2 separate regions of the Canis lupus genome follow, and region 2 is linked to region 1. The links are chromatin contacts, called in public Hi-C maps. All regions are on one chromosome and are shown on one strand. The core of a region is the stretch at or near the end of the contact, and the rest is flanking DNA. Distances in the headings are between cores, read along the strand shown.

The links. A called contact is a pair of places that touch in the nucleus more often than the background predicts.
Region 2: a contact with region 1 is called in a Hi-C map of skin fibroblasts, with 2.2 times the contacts expected there. The contact joins two enhancer-like sites. A contact is called at or near these places in 2 of 9 Hi-C or Micro-C datasets (amygdala and skin fibroblasts).

The regions. Positions count from the first base shown.
Region 1 is chr30:27,868,106-27,874,674 of UU_Cfam_GSD_1.0, forward strand. No RefSeq gene overlaps it. Among named protein-coding and RNA genes, the nearest start is that of MIR190A, 28 kb to the left of the region's middle. Within about 2 kb of position 2,121, at least 2 of the 20 cell types and tissues checked have an H3K27ac peak or open chromatin away from gene starts, as enhancers often do.
Region 2 is chr30:28,060,087-28,067,314 of UU_Cfam_GSD_1.0, forward strand. TPM1 (tropomyosin alpha-1 chain) reads left to right here. Exons shown (of 9, transcript XM_038580615.1): 3 at 5,597-5,730. Among named protein-coding and RNA genes, the nearest start is that of TPM1, 12 kb to the left of the region's middle. Within about 2 kb of position 5,660, at least 7 of the 20 cell types and tissues checked have an H3K27ac peak or open chromatin away from gene starts, as enhancers often do.

The DNA.
Region 1 (6,569 bases), core at 871-3,370:
GTCCTTCACCTTCAGTGTCTGGCTCCTTAGCTTTGTACAGGGGACCAAAGCTGGGCTGGGAGTCATGAGACCAGGTTCGAGTTCTGGCTGGGCAACCTTGGGCACATTTCTTGACTTCATGGAATGTCTTTATTTTCATCAGTGAATGGGCAGGCCACCTTCCGCCACGACTCCAACTGGGTCTGGATAGCGGACGTCCCTGATGTTTGACAGCTAGCAACATTTTTGAGTATTAATTATATACGAAGAGCTCTTCTAGGTACTTTATAAGCATAATCCTTTCCTTCGTCAGACCTAACACTCACCAAGTACTTACAATGTGCCGGTCACAGTTGTAAGAACTTTGTGTTGCCTCATTTAGTCCTCACTACAAACCTACAAGATAGATACCCCATTTTATAGATAGTATTTGTCTTTTTTGTGCCTCAATTTCCCTTTCTCCAAGCTCACACAGCTAAAGAAGAGCACATCCAAGTGAACCCAGGTTGCCTGGCTCAGAAATGTATCGTCAAACACTGTGCTCTATTGTTATTCATGACTCCTTTTTCATTAAAAATATATATATATGGATAAAAAATATGGATAAAAAACATGGATATATTTTATGGATAACAAAAATGAGAGGGAGAGAATCATACAATTTGTCCACAGGCTTTACATGGTAGAGCCAAGAGCCAAATCTCGATGTGTCGTTCAAAGCTTTTCCAGTTTTTCCACCACCATGGACTACCTCCCACTAGACACACTCAAAATTCTTCAGACTCCCAGGGAGATTTCTGCAGCTGTGGGTTTGATCTTGGAAGTCCCATTTGTAACCGTGATGAGAGTGTCCTAATATGATTTGCAACAAAGTCAAAAACGTGACTCCTATAAACATGTGGCCAATGTGAGTCAAAGATTTATTTCACTTATTAATGAAGGGATCAGTAGAATGGCAAAATTCATTCAAAAGTTATAGAAAACCACGAAGCATCCCTGAAAGAATGCTGGAATAAGATTGCCAAACTGCCTACGAGATTGATTACCTGAAAGGCAATCAAAAGCTGGCCTCTGGGTTATAATCTATTGCGCCAGACAAAATCATGGCACCTAAGACAAGAATCACGTGCATGACTATTGGTCTCCTACAATCTCACATAATAAAATGGCCCAAATGCTAGTAAATAGGTCAAAATAAAGGAATATATCACCAGAGAAGGAGATAAGCTCCAAATGGCTCTGTTAGATTATCCCCCAGTCATTCTTTTGCCCAACTCCAAGTTTTGGATACTTCGTCTAAACACAGGGCAGTGAGATGATGACCACCCAGAGCTGTTGTAACATGATGTTGTAAAGCACGGTATTTAGGATTAGGAGACCCCTGGGTTCAAGGGGTGCCCCACCATTCTGCGTGCCTGTGCAAACCTCTATACCCTGAGCCATAGTTTCATCATCATCTGTAAAGATTTTTTTTTTTTAAATTAGGATAACGATACTCTCTCTTCAACCTCACAGAATTTTGGGGAGGATCACATAAGAGTGACTATAGCATGACTGGGTCAGTTATTGTTCCGGCCTCTGATTTAAAGGGAGCCACTGGCCACCACTGGAGGTCCCTGATGGAGAACCTCTAATGTGGCAGGATACATTGCCAAGGGCCTAGCCCTCCGTGATGCGCCGGCAAACACAGGTGCACCCAATGAGCATGTGGCACCTGCAGACTGAGCCAGCAAAACCAGTATTGCGGAAGGCTCTGGAGACCTGAGTCACGTTAAGGAGTCAGAGCTGCTGCAAGGGCGCTTTTGACAATGAGGCTTTGGAGAGAGACCCAATGATCCTGAATCACTTCACCGACCGTTCCAGAGTGAGCTCAGAAGCAGACATATGTCACAGTCTTAACCAGGGCTTGGCAAACTCTCCCCCCAGATGGTAGATATTGTAGGCTTGGCAGGCCACAACAGCCTCTGTTGTTGTATATTCTTTGTTTTCATTTTTATTTTTGTTTTTCACAACCTTTTTTTTTTCTCCCTTTTTTATAACCTTTTTAAGATGTAGAAGCTATTCTTGGTTTCCCGGCTGTACTAAAATAAGCAGCGGCCTGAATCTGGCCCACGGGCCAGGGATTGCCAACCCAGATGTTAGTGGCTTTGGAGTGGCGAGAACTGCCCCTGAATCCTACTCTCTTCATTTTCCAGCTGTGCGAGTTGGGACAAGCAGCCTCGCCCCTCTGAGCCTCAGTGTCCTCGGTGATGAAATTCTTTCACAAAATTACCTGCTGCTCCTCAACTCCCTTCACGAGCACAAAAGAGTGTCCTTGAGGCTGAAACAAAATGAAGAGGCCCTGGTACGTGAAAGGCACGCAGCATAAGGCACAGCTATTGCTTGAACCCTAAGGTAGCCAGGGGGGCCCGGGCACGAGCCAGGAGAGCCATCCACGCTCCATGACCACAGAACTTCCATGACAGTGGCCTGGCTTCGGGCAGGGCCATGTGACAACACTCCGAGGACTTGTATTCAGTGTGTCCACATGGGTCCCAAGGACCCATATTTGTTGAAGGCCTTGTCTGTGGGTCTGACCTGCAGCCAAGGCTGAGCAGCCCCCAGAGCAGCTCCCAGAGCAGCGTCCCAGTCCTGGGGGTCTGAGAACCTGCCCGTGTCCTGGCGCCCAGGGAGCCTGGCGCCCTTCAACGCAAAGCCAACTCCCCAGTCCGCTAAGGGCGAACTCGTGCCCGAGGCCCCAGCTCGGAAGACTGCTCCACATCAAAACCAGTAACAAGGGAACCCTGGGTGGCGCAGCGGTTTAGCGCCTGCCTTTGGCCCAGGGCGCGATCCTGGAGACCCAGGATCGAATCCCACATCGGGCTCCCAGTGCATGGAGCCTGCTTCTCCCTCTGCCTGTGTCTCTGCCTCTCTCTCTCTCTCTCTCTCTCTCTCTGTGACTATCATAAATAAATAAAAATTAAAAAAAACAAAACAAAAAACCAGTAACAAGGGTTTCTCCGGGAGCCCAGGAAAGGGAACCTGCATGGTGGCCGGTCTGCTGTGACTGTCACAGGAAAGGAACCTGGCATTTCGGAGCAAGGCCTGATGCGGGCCCGTCGTCTGCCGTGTGCCCTAGCGCCTGCCCCTTTCACGGAGCCGGAGCCCGAGGCCCTGGAGGTCCCGCTGGCCCAGGCCACAGGCTTCAGCAGCAGTTTTAATAGAGAGAGAAGTGCCGTAGCCTCCGACGAGGCTGGTTTCTCCCGCTGTTACCCTCCTGTGCTCCTACCAACACTCCCTTTATGGTATTTTCCTGTGGCCATAAGATCAGAACCATGTGGGGCGCCCGGGGGGCTCAGCCGTTGAACATCCACCTTCGACTCAGGTCACGATCCTGGGGTCCTGGGATCGAGGCCCACATGGGGTTCCCCACGGGGAGCCCACTTCTGCCTCCGCCTGTGTCTCTGCCTCTCTCTGTGTCTCTCATGAATAAATAAAGACAATCTTTAAAAAGTAAAAAAAAAAAGTGACCAGAACCATGGAACATTTAGGCTAAAAATTCCAAGGGGATTTTTTTTGTTTTTACTCTCAAAGGCTGATGATTCACTCTTATTAAGAAATAAATTCCTCCTCCCACCACGGAGATTCAGATTTGCGGCAATTCTGAGCTAGAGACATCCAGCTTGTCACTAATTCTCTGCTATATCCCCAATTTGTTCCTGAAAAGACTGGATTTTTAAAAAATCATTATATGATTTAACATCATTTAAAGGGAATTTCTGTGTGTGTGGTAGGTTTTTTGGTTGGTTTGGATTTTTTTGTAAACAGGAGAATTCCTCTGCAAAGAGAATAATGTGGTTTGCAAATTTGAATTTTGACGTATTTGGTTTTCTTAATTATGTCAGTAACTTCAGCTACTGTTTCTTTAGTGACAGTTCCTGAGTTCCCACAGATGGGGAGTTTGTTCTGTGTGAAAAAGGACTCTTTAGTACATAGAATGAAAGCAGAAAATCGGGACGCCTGGGTGGCTCAGCGGTTGGGTGCCTGCCTTCAGCCCAGGGTGTGATCCTGGAGACCTGGGATCCAGTCCCACGTCGGGCTCCCTGCATGGAGCCTGCTTCTCCCTCTGCCTGTGTCTCTGCCTCTCTCTCTCTCAGTCTGAGTCTCTCATGAATAAATAAATAAATCTTTAAAAAAAGAAAACAGAAAATCTTCACTGCTGGCCAGCCACTCTTAGACCAGATCACATATGCTTTCTCATTTGCTACTCTCAAAAAATCTGCAACGTACTGTCCCCATTTTGTAGATAAAGAGCCTGAGGTGCAAGCAAAGTGGTAGAAATGGCCCAGTTTTGTCTGACTCCAGGGTAAGTGCACTTTCCAACTCAAAAAGCATGAGATTTTTTTCATCATTAAAAAAAAACCAAGACAGAAGAACTCCATCCTCCACCCCTGCATTCCCTCACCCCAAATGCCTTCCGTAAATCCAAATTCTAGGTTGACATGAGAGCAGTTTACGTTAACCCTGTACTCCTCTTGTGCTTTGAGAGAAAGAGCTGGGTTGAGCGTACAGAGAACACCAGTGTGGCTGGCTTCCCCCGAGTCGGTCAGGTCCTCACCAAGCCACAAGAAGGAGCGGGTGTTGTTCAGATGCGTCCAGACTTCGCCCCGAGCCCTGGCACTGTCTCTGCCGGACGAGTCTCTTGCTCTGCTACCCGCACTGCCCAGCGACCAGGAGGGGCAGAGCTGTCCTTGCCTGTAAGAGCCCCCTCGTAACCATGATGTCCTGACCGATGGATGCCCTCCCAAGCCACCCCGCTTCGCCCTCCCCACCAGGCACGCCCTGCACATCTGGAAGGACATTTTTAAATTTTTTTTTAAGATTTTATTTATTGATGAGAGAGAGAGAGAGAGAGAGAGAGAGAGAGAGAGAGAGGCAGAGACACAGGAGGAGGGAGAAGCAGGCTCCATGCAGGGAGCCCGACGTGGGACTCGATCCCGGGACCCCAGGATCACACCCTGGACTGAAGGCGGCGCTAAACTGCTGAGCCACCCAGGCTACCCCAAGGAAGGACATTTTTTAAATGAAATTTCAGATCCAGCCTCTGACTTGAACATCTGGGCAGGTCTCAGCTGAGTTTCCCTTGCTCGCCACCAAGGCAGTCCCGAGGATCGACGTGCTTCCCGCAGAGCCTTGCCGCTGTGACTGTCGTCAATACGGTCTTCGTCTGTTTCCCTGGAGCCAGTGCAGTGCTTAGTGCAGGGTAGGTGGTTGCAAAGGGGACCAAACTGGCCAGCAAGGGGGCTTCGAAGGCAGCCTGTAGCTCTGCTGCCCCGTGATTACCAGTGTCATAGCCCCGTTCCAGGCTTGCTGTTAAATGTAGTCCTGGTGGGGTACCAGAGGGCCTGATGAGCAGGCCATGGGGACGCGGAGGACAATGACTGTGGTGATGGGCTGCATGCCAAGGGCTTGGAATCAATCCAGGAATCAGCAAGCCTCTCAAGAGGAAGGAAGTTTGCTCAGGACAGGGAAATCATGGAAGACTTTCCAGGAAGGTTGCCACAGTCCTCTAACAAACCCTTCCTGAAAGAGCAAACCCACTGGCCAGAGCAGGGACCCGTCTTCCCGACCTCGGCCGACACCCTCGCAAAGTCCTCTCGGGATCTTGGCCTCCCCAGCTACAAGGTGGGGGATTTGGACTAGATTGGCAGTTCTCACACTGAATTTTCTTGGAGCCCGAGGTTTTCAGGAGTCTCCCCAGGCAGGCGGGTGTGAAGACCTCCTTTGAAAGAGCTGCTTGTACCTGCTGTTTGTACCGAAACTCCATGGGTAATTCCACTTGCAAAAGGGTCTGGTGCTGGAGGAAGGCTTAAAATCCAGGCAATCTGCAGGTCCCAGCAGCCCTGTCCACCGGGGGAAATGTGTGCCAGGCATTGTATTCTCTGCGGAGCAGGTGCCCAGCTGGGGTCCCTGCCCTCTGAGCACACGAAAGAAGATGGGTAGGCCGGGGGAGAGGTTCCCTGGCTCTTCCTTCCCAGGGAAACTCTCCGGGCCCACACTTGCCTGGCCAGAGGGCATGTCCCTTGGCGGGGGTGGGGGTGGGAGGTGGCAGGAGAGCGGCGGTGTAGGACCCTAAGAAAGAGTAGCTGTGGGCCAGGAGTCAGGAGTCCTGACTTGCAGTCTGGTCCTGGCTCTGTCCCTTTCTCTCTATGACTGGCGTTGGCCTTTAATCCCCACTGAGTGTCATTCTCTTGAGTCAAGGGCTCCTTCTGAAAATGAAATTGAAGGTAGACACGAGACTGGACACTCAGACATCAGTGTCATCGCAGGAGGAAAATCAAGGTGGAAGACTTCATTTGAAGCCAACTAACTCCAAGCTACAGATCTGTACTCTGGGCTCTGCCGAGAGACACCGTCTCCTGTGGCAAGGGCTGCCGGGGTACTCCAACCCAAAGTGCCTTCTAAGCACGCTACCTTTCCTTCCTCCAGAGGGGTGCGTGACTGGTGATGCCCCTGGCAAACTCTGAGCACCCCACCCCTACCACAGCCGCTTCTGCATGTATTCGGGGGTAGTAGCAAAATGGCTAGGAACCAGGCTGCCTCTTCAAATC
Region 2 (7,228 bases), core at 4,410-6,909, 200 kb after region 1:
GGTCTTGTGACCCACCAGGGTTTTGTATGTTTGTTGTCATTATCAAAGGAAAAAGTAGCAAGAAGGAGCCAGTCTTTCCTCCTTTGTGGATAGCAGTCCAGCAAACAAGGAGACTTAAAGTTGTAGCCTATAGGTTTTGAACTGATAGTTTTATTAAATTGTGGGAAATAACCAATTTATAAAAATCCCCTGTCCTCTTCCACTTTCAAGTTGGTAAATATCTCTGGGACCAGGAAGCTCGAGAGTGTGCTTTGTGCTCACACTGGCACCCCCAGTTACTGGCAGTAACTGGAATATACACTCATGATGTCTGTTTTGATATGTAGGCAAGGCAAGGGCACTACAATGCCCTGTTCTTGTCCGTTCTCCCTCATTATACAAATATGCCTCATAAATTATAGGCTTTGGCACAGATAGAGGAGGTTGTGTTTATCTGTTATCCATGGGAGTGCCCCTTAATGTCCTCAGTGGTTTTTTTTCCTCTTTCCTTACCATATAAGGGCATAAGTTTAACTTGGCCGTAGACACTTGGTCTTACACAGCAAGTTGGGTGAAACCTTCTCTGTATAACTACAGTTTGCATGAAATAAAAATGCTTGACCTTTGATCATCCCATGTTCCACCGCTGGTTCAGGCAGGACTTTGAAAACATATTCCAGAGGATCACTTTTTAGGATAGAATATTATTTGTTATTCTCCTACAGTTATTTTTTTCTTAATAGTCTTAACTAGAATGCTTTTTTTTTAAAAAAAATTATTTATTCATGAGAGACAGAGGCAGAGACACAGGCAGAGTGAGAAGCAGGCTCCATGCAGGGAGCCCAACATGGGACTCGATCCCAGGACTCCAGAATCACGCCCTGGGTTGAAGGCAGGCACTAAACCGCTGAGCCACCCAGGGATCGCCTAGAATGCTTTTTTAAAGTAAACATCATTGCTGTCTTTTTGTTTTTTGTTTTGTTTTTAGTTGTGTTGGCTGTAACATCTGGATTTCATGAAAATCTAGGCCTAAAAGTTTTCTTTCAAATCTGATTTGGAGTAATATTTTGCTGTATTGAGGTGGCCACACCCTTGATTTCTGTGTAGTACCGTACTGTATTGGGTGGGGGGCAGTTGTGTACCTACCCTTGTTTTCTGTGTGGGCAGCTAGTACCTTCGGGTTGGGTGAGGGGACAGGGCAGGCACAACTGCAAAGTGTCTGGTGATTGTTTAACAACAGATCTGCAGGAAGATAATTGGTAGCCTTTACTAATATAGCAGTCTCTTCTGAGTAGCTCATTACACGTTGGGACACAATAGCACTTTTGAAATAAAAGAAACTAGCATCCCAAACTGAAAGACTCCACCAGCAGTGTCAACACACAGCCGTTGTTAGAAGAAGCTAACCCAGCACACTGAGGGTGATTTCCATGCCTGGAAATAATTTGCTTCTTGGGTCTTGACCCTTCCCAAATGCCTTATTTATATGTGCTTTTAAAATAACAGCTACTCATGTGGCTGTGGGCTTGTACTGACAGAGGTAAACACAGGCTAAATCTTAAGTAGACTGCCCAGGTTCTGTGATGAAAGGAACCTTAGAGAATACCTAAATAAACCTCAAAACTTAAAAAAAAAAAAAAAAAAAAAAACACCAGGAATAAAAGCCATTAAAGGTGAGGGGGGCCTTTTGTTTTTTATTTATTTTTTAATTTAATTTTATTTTATTCATGAGAGACCCAGAGAGAGAGGCAGAGACATAGAGGGAGGAGCTGGCTTCTTGCAGGGAGCCTGATGCAGAACTTCATGGACCGAGATCATGCCCTGAGCCAAAGGCAGATGCTCTACCGCTCAGCCACCCAGGCGCCCCACGTAGGGGCCTTCTGAACAAAGGGCATAATCCCAAATACATACACACACAAAAATTGAGAGAAGTACCCTTAATTTATTTGTGGAATTAAACTTCATTTGAATTCTAGGGACCCAAACAACATTGCAACCATACCAATATGGTAGGGCTTGAGAAGCTGGTAAGAGTCCAGATTTTTCCCAGAGAAGGCTTTCATGGGGACAGATGTACCCCCGAGACACTGCTCTCAGGTCCCAGCTGTAGCCTATAAGCACCTTAGCCTGTCCTGGGAAACCCCAGGAGCAGCAGGCATTGATTTCCTGGCTTGAGAGCAAATGCCCTGTGTCCCTATAGGAGGCGTCACTCACCCATGAGTGCTGCGTGATGAAGTTATTTCTGAAAGGACTGAGAGGACTTGTTTAAGAGGATGGCGTTCAATATAGTAACTTCACTAGTACTGGCTATCCTCTGTTGCGGAAGCCTTGCTTTTGTGTGGGTAGTTGTGTTAGTGGAGGCTGTAGAGGATCTCCCATTCTGATTTAGGAAGACAGAAGGCACCCGGGGTAAGAACCACCAATCCAGCGCTGTCATGAGATTCCTGGAGGCCAGGAGAAGTAACAGAGCCCACACGTAAGGACCCAGGCAACTGGGGTTCTAGTCTTGTTCTCCCACTGATGGCTGTACGGCCTGAGCATAGTCAGCCCTCTATCAAAAATCCTCTATCAAAATCCTCTATCAAAAATTCTTTTGAACAGAGAGCTCAGAGAGTAGTTCCCAAAAGATTTGCCAGCTGCTGTGGATGGTGGGGCAGGGAAGGTGCAGGAATGGAACAGGTTGCTTATATTGCAGATGCCTGCCCTCCCCTCTGACCTCCTGAGTCAGAATCTCCGGGGATGGGGCCTGAAAGTTTGCATTGTTAACGTGCACCTCCTAGTGGATTCTGGTACTCAGCCAGTTGTGGGAACTGCTGAATGATGCCTAGGGACCTTTAAAACAATTGAGACCCCATTTTGTGAACCACCCACAGGTGTGATCTCTCTAGTCCTGGCTCCTAGAATGGACCTCCATTCCCAGCTGTTCCTTGGGTGCCCTGGATGAGGCCCTCTTGGGCGGTATTCCTGCAGGACCCAACCCATAATGTCGGGAAGTCTAAGGTTCTGCAACATGCTCCCAGGGAAACAGTGAGTGACATTTATAAAACAGGGTCCAGGACTAAAGGAAGAATGGTTAGAGTTAGAGGCAATAAGAGGGAAGATAGAGACTGATGAGGAGAACCTTTCAGGTCAAGGAATCTTGTGTAGAGTGGCAAGAACAAGCATTGGTCTTTCCCCTCTGGTGCCCCAGCTGGGTGAGAAGCCAGGGACCTAGGTTGCCCTGTCACTCTGAAGGTCGTTTCCCTAGAGCATAAACAGGCTTCTTCCTGTGAGTACAAAGTCCTCAAGGTTGGGGCCCAGATGAAACAGAAAGCAGAAATTTAAAATGTGGTGGCTACAAGAAAACATTATAGAGAAAATCTTGTTGACATTTCTCTGGCCACAGCACTTGTAACAAGGATACTTGCCTTCATATTTAAAATAATAATTATGAAAGAAGGGGAGGAGACTAATACTTTTGAGTACATGACATAGACATTATACTACAGTATTTTTGGTTTTGCTCTTCGTTTTGTTTTCAACTTTCAGACTTGCTTATCTCCCTCTACCCTCATTCATAAAGGACATAGAATCTTACTAGAAATGGAAAATACAGAACAGTGACCAAAGCAGATCTGACCCAAAAGTTGACCCTTTTAATGTATACTTCCTTCCAATTTTGAAAAAATAAGGTTGAGAAGACAGTTGCTTCTACATAAGAAATTTATCGTCCCTATTACCCTCCCCCCTCCTCTAGAAAAAACCCATACTCACCTGCCCATTAGATTTAGCAGAACCCATTACTAGCTGTGCACTGGGAAGGATTTACCGTGTAGGCCAGTGTGGTTGTAAACTGTCGTCCTCGGATCCATTTCCCTCTTCCTCATGCCCTGTCTCGTCAGCCAGTTATTATTACATAGTTAATTTTTGACAAGATAAAAGTATATTTGAATTTTTTTTTTGTAAAGTCCTTCACCCCAGTTGGAGGTGCCCTAATCACCTCTTCCCTAGACAAAACTTGGCATTTAAAAAATTTTACAAATCCTGATGGGCAAATGGTTGAATGTTCTCGTATTAATTTCATTCAAGGCCGTAATCACAGACTCTAACTATGTATGGGTCTTTCAAACTTTGTATATCATGGGTCCCTGAGCTAAGAAAGTTTCTTTTGTTTAAATTAGGTTGGTTTTACTTGTTTTATTCAGTAGACATTTACTGAGCCCATATTGTGTGCAGAGAACTGTGACTCCCTACATGTAAGAAGCTTCCTGTTGAGTAAAGAAGATGGGAATATAGATAGAACTAGCATGGGTGCTTAAGTATGTATCTTAGTTTTTAGAAATCTCTCAAGTGTCCTGAAAACTTGATCACTCCATGATACCCACATATTCAAAGTGGATGTGGTTGAGGAAATGGAACCTGATTAGTAAGTCCTAGCTTTGACTTCCACACATAGTATTTAAACAGACACCAATGCAAGTGTCTGCAGTGGGCCATCACAGTCCTACAAGTGTTCTGAAGCTCATAATAGCAAGTGTTTATAATAGTAAGCAATCATTGCATCCCCAAAAAAGAAACATCTTAATTTGGATACAGATATCAATAAAAATAGTCTCTGTACTGCTTTCCTCCTTAAGGAGTTTGAAACTTTTCTAGTAGCAACCTTGTAAGAAATGCCAGTAAGCTTATCTCAAAAACACTTGGGAAATTTGTCTTGGCCCTGTTCTAGGGTGGCCGAGTTCTTCTACACCGGTTGCTGAAAAGAGGGTGGAGGAGGGGGGGGTTACTAGATTTCCTTGTATCTGTAGGGTGTATAGTTTACAATGGCTGAATTTGGGCAGCCCGGGTGGCTTAGAGTTTAGTGCCGCCTTCAGCCCAGGGTGTGATCCTGGAGACCCGGGATCGAGTCCCACGTCGGGCTCCCTGCATGGAGCCTGCTTCTCCCTCTGCCTGTGTCTCTGCCTCTGTCTCTGTGTGTGTGTGTATCTCATGAATAAATAAATACAATCTTTAAAAGGGGGGGAGGGGCGCCTGACTGGCTCGGTTGGTAGAGTATGTACATGACTCTTGATCTTGGGGTCATGAGTTCAAGCCCCACATTGAGTAGAAATAAATAAATATTTAAAAAAAAGAAGAAGAATGGCTGATTTTAATTATTTTAGTTCCTTTATAAGACTCCTTTGAGCCAATGGCCAGGAGAAGGGGGAAGGCAGACTCCTGAGTCTGGTTTCTGGCTGTCATGCTCTTATCTTGTGTGGCCGAGCCCGGGTAAGTGCTGCCTCTGTTCGGCCCCCACCCCGTCACCCCTCTGTGAGTGAGGTGGCCGCAGTGGCAGTCAGGGTCAGTGTGGAAGTTCCAAAGAAGAAAAGAACCCAGTGAGAGAGTGCGCTCGTTCACAGTCCCTCTGGCCACTGAAAACTGTATGTGCAGACTTGTAAACACACCAGTTCATTGTATCAAATCATCATAGCCTCACAGAACTCCAGAGTTGACCAGGGCAGGTGGTGCCCTTGGAGGTAGGTCCCCACGGGGCCAGGCTTCCTGTCTGAAATCTGTGTTTCAGGCTCCACCACTTCCTGAAGGCACTCCCCTCACTTTTCTCTCCCAGCCTGAAATGCCTTTCATTCTCTCTGCCTAGGCTGAAGCCGATGTAGCTTCTCTGAACAGACGCATCCAGCTGGTTGAGGAAGAGTTGGATCGTGCCCAGGAGCGACTGGCAACAGCTTTGCAGAAGCTGGAGGAGGCTGAGAAGGCAGCGGACGAGAGCGAGAGGTGAGGGTGCCTCTCCCAGCCCATCTTTCTGCACAGGCCTCCCTTCTGGGTGCGACAGGGAGGCTTCTCTGATCTGGGGCTTAGGAGTTTTACAGTCCCTTGGGGGGATCATTTCCTCGTTCAATCCCAGATATAACTTTACTGGGTTTGTTTGTTTAACATTAGTGGGATACCTGTGTGCCAAGTGCTATTTTTAAACCCCGAGGTTACAAAGAAGAAAAAGATCCTATTCCTGCCCTCATGCAGCTCCCTGTCCAGCAAAGGAGATGGACATTTAAACCAGACATTCTAGGGATGCCTCTTGGTTCATTCAGCTCCTGCTGACCACAGAGCAATTAGGCATTTTTTAAAAGATAAACTTTATTTTAAAATACACAGCAGAGACTGGGCCTTGATAAATGAACCAGGGACTCTCAATTGTTAAATAACCCTAAAAATAAGTGGAAGAGGAAGCACAGATAAAACAGTAATATGATCTGTGACAGTAAATTGTTTTGGACTTAGTACTGCTGATAAGACACTCATGCACATGTAAATACAGAAGAAACCTGTGTATTCTGAGCCCGCTCCCTGTAACCTGGCTCTTCCTGACTTACTACTCCAAGATTCAGCTTTGTGGTAGTAAAGGAAAACCATGGCCATATAGACGCACAACTCCACGTATCCTAGAAGATACTCTTTCTTATGCTCAACCATTCAAGTTCATATATTCCTATTACATAGAAGCATTCCAAGCATGACTCATTGAGACTAGAGAGTTCTGCTAGAAGGATGAGAGAGTGGTGTGGTGGTTCAGAACCCGGGGAGAGTGTATCCGTGCTATGACCTGGGCAGGTGAATGCCATCAGCCATTCTTTCCATTTCTCCCTCTTAGATAGAAGTGAGTTTCTGCTCCCTGCCACCAGGGATAGAGAGTAATTTCAGACTTGAAGATTAAAGAAGCTTTTAAGTTGAAGTTTCCAGTTCATTATTCACTGTTGCTTATTGTTTCTTCTCTAATGGAGAGTGTTGGAATTCCTTAAGATGACTCATCATCTCTTACAGTGCACACATACCAGTGGTTTTGTGGCTGATCCTTCCTGAAATATACTTGTTAGTGAGCCTAAAAGACAGTCTGGCAATGTTAGAGTTTGTAGGAAAAAGGAATTTAGAGATGACTTACCCCATCCCTTCGTTTTACAAATGAGAAAACGGAGGACTCATCGGTTAATGCGACCCATCCAAAGTCTCACAACGAATTTATGGCTAAGCCAAGACGTGAATCTTGGTTTCCTAATATATACCATAGTACTTCATCCAAAACTACTGGTTTATTTATCTGAACTGCCTGCTCAGATTTTATTAAATGAATCCCGTTTTAACATGACTTATGCCTTGGGCAGCCCAGGTGGCTCAGCGGTTTAGCGCCGCCTTCAGCCCAGGGCCTGATCCTGGAGACCCGGGATCAAGTCCCATGACAGGCTCCCTGCATGGAGCCTGCTTCTCCCTCTGCGTGTGT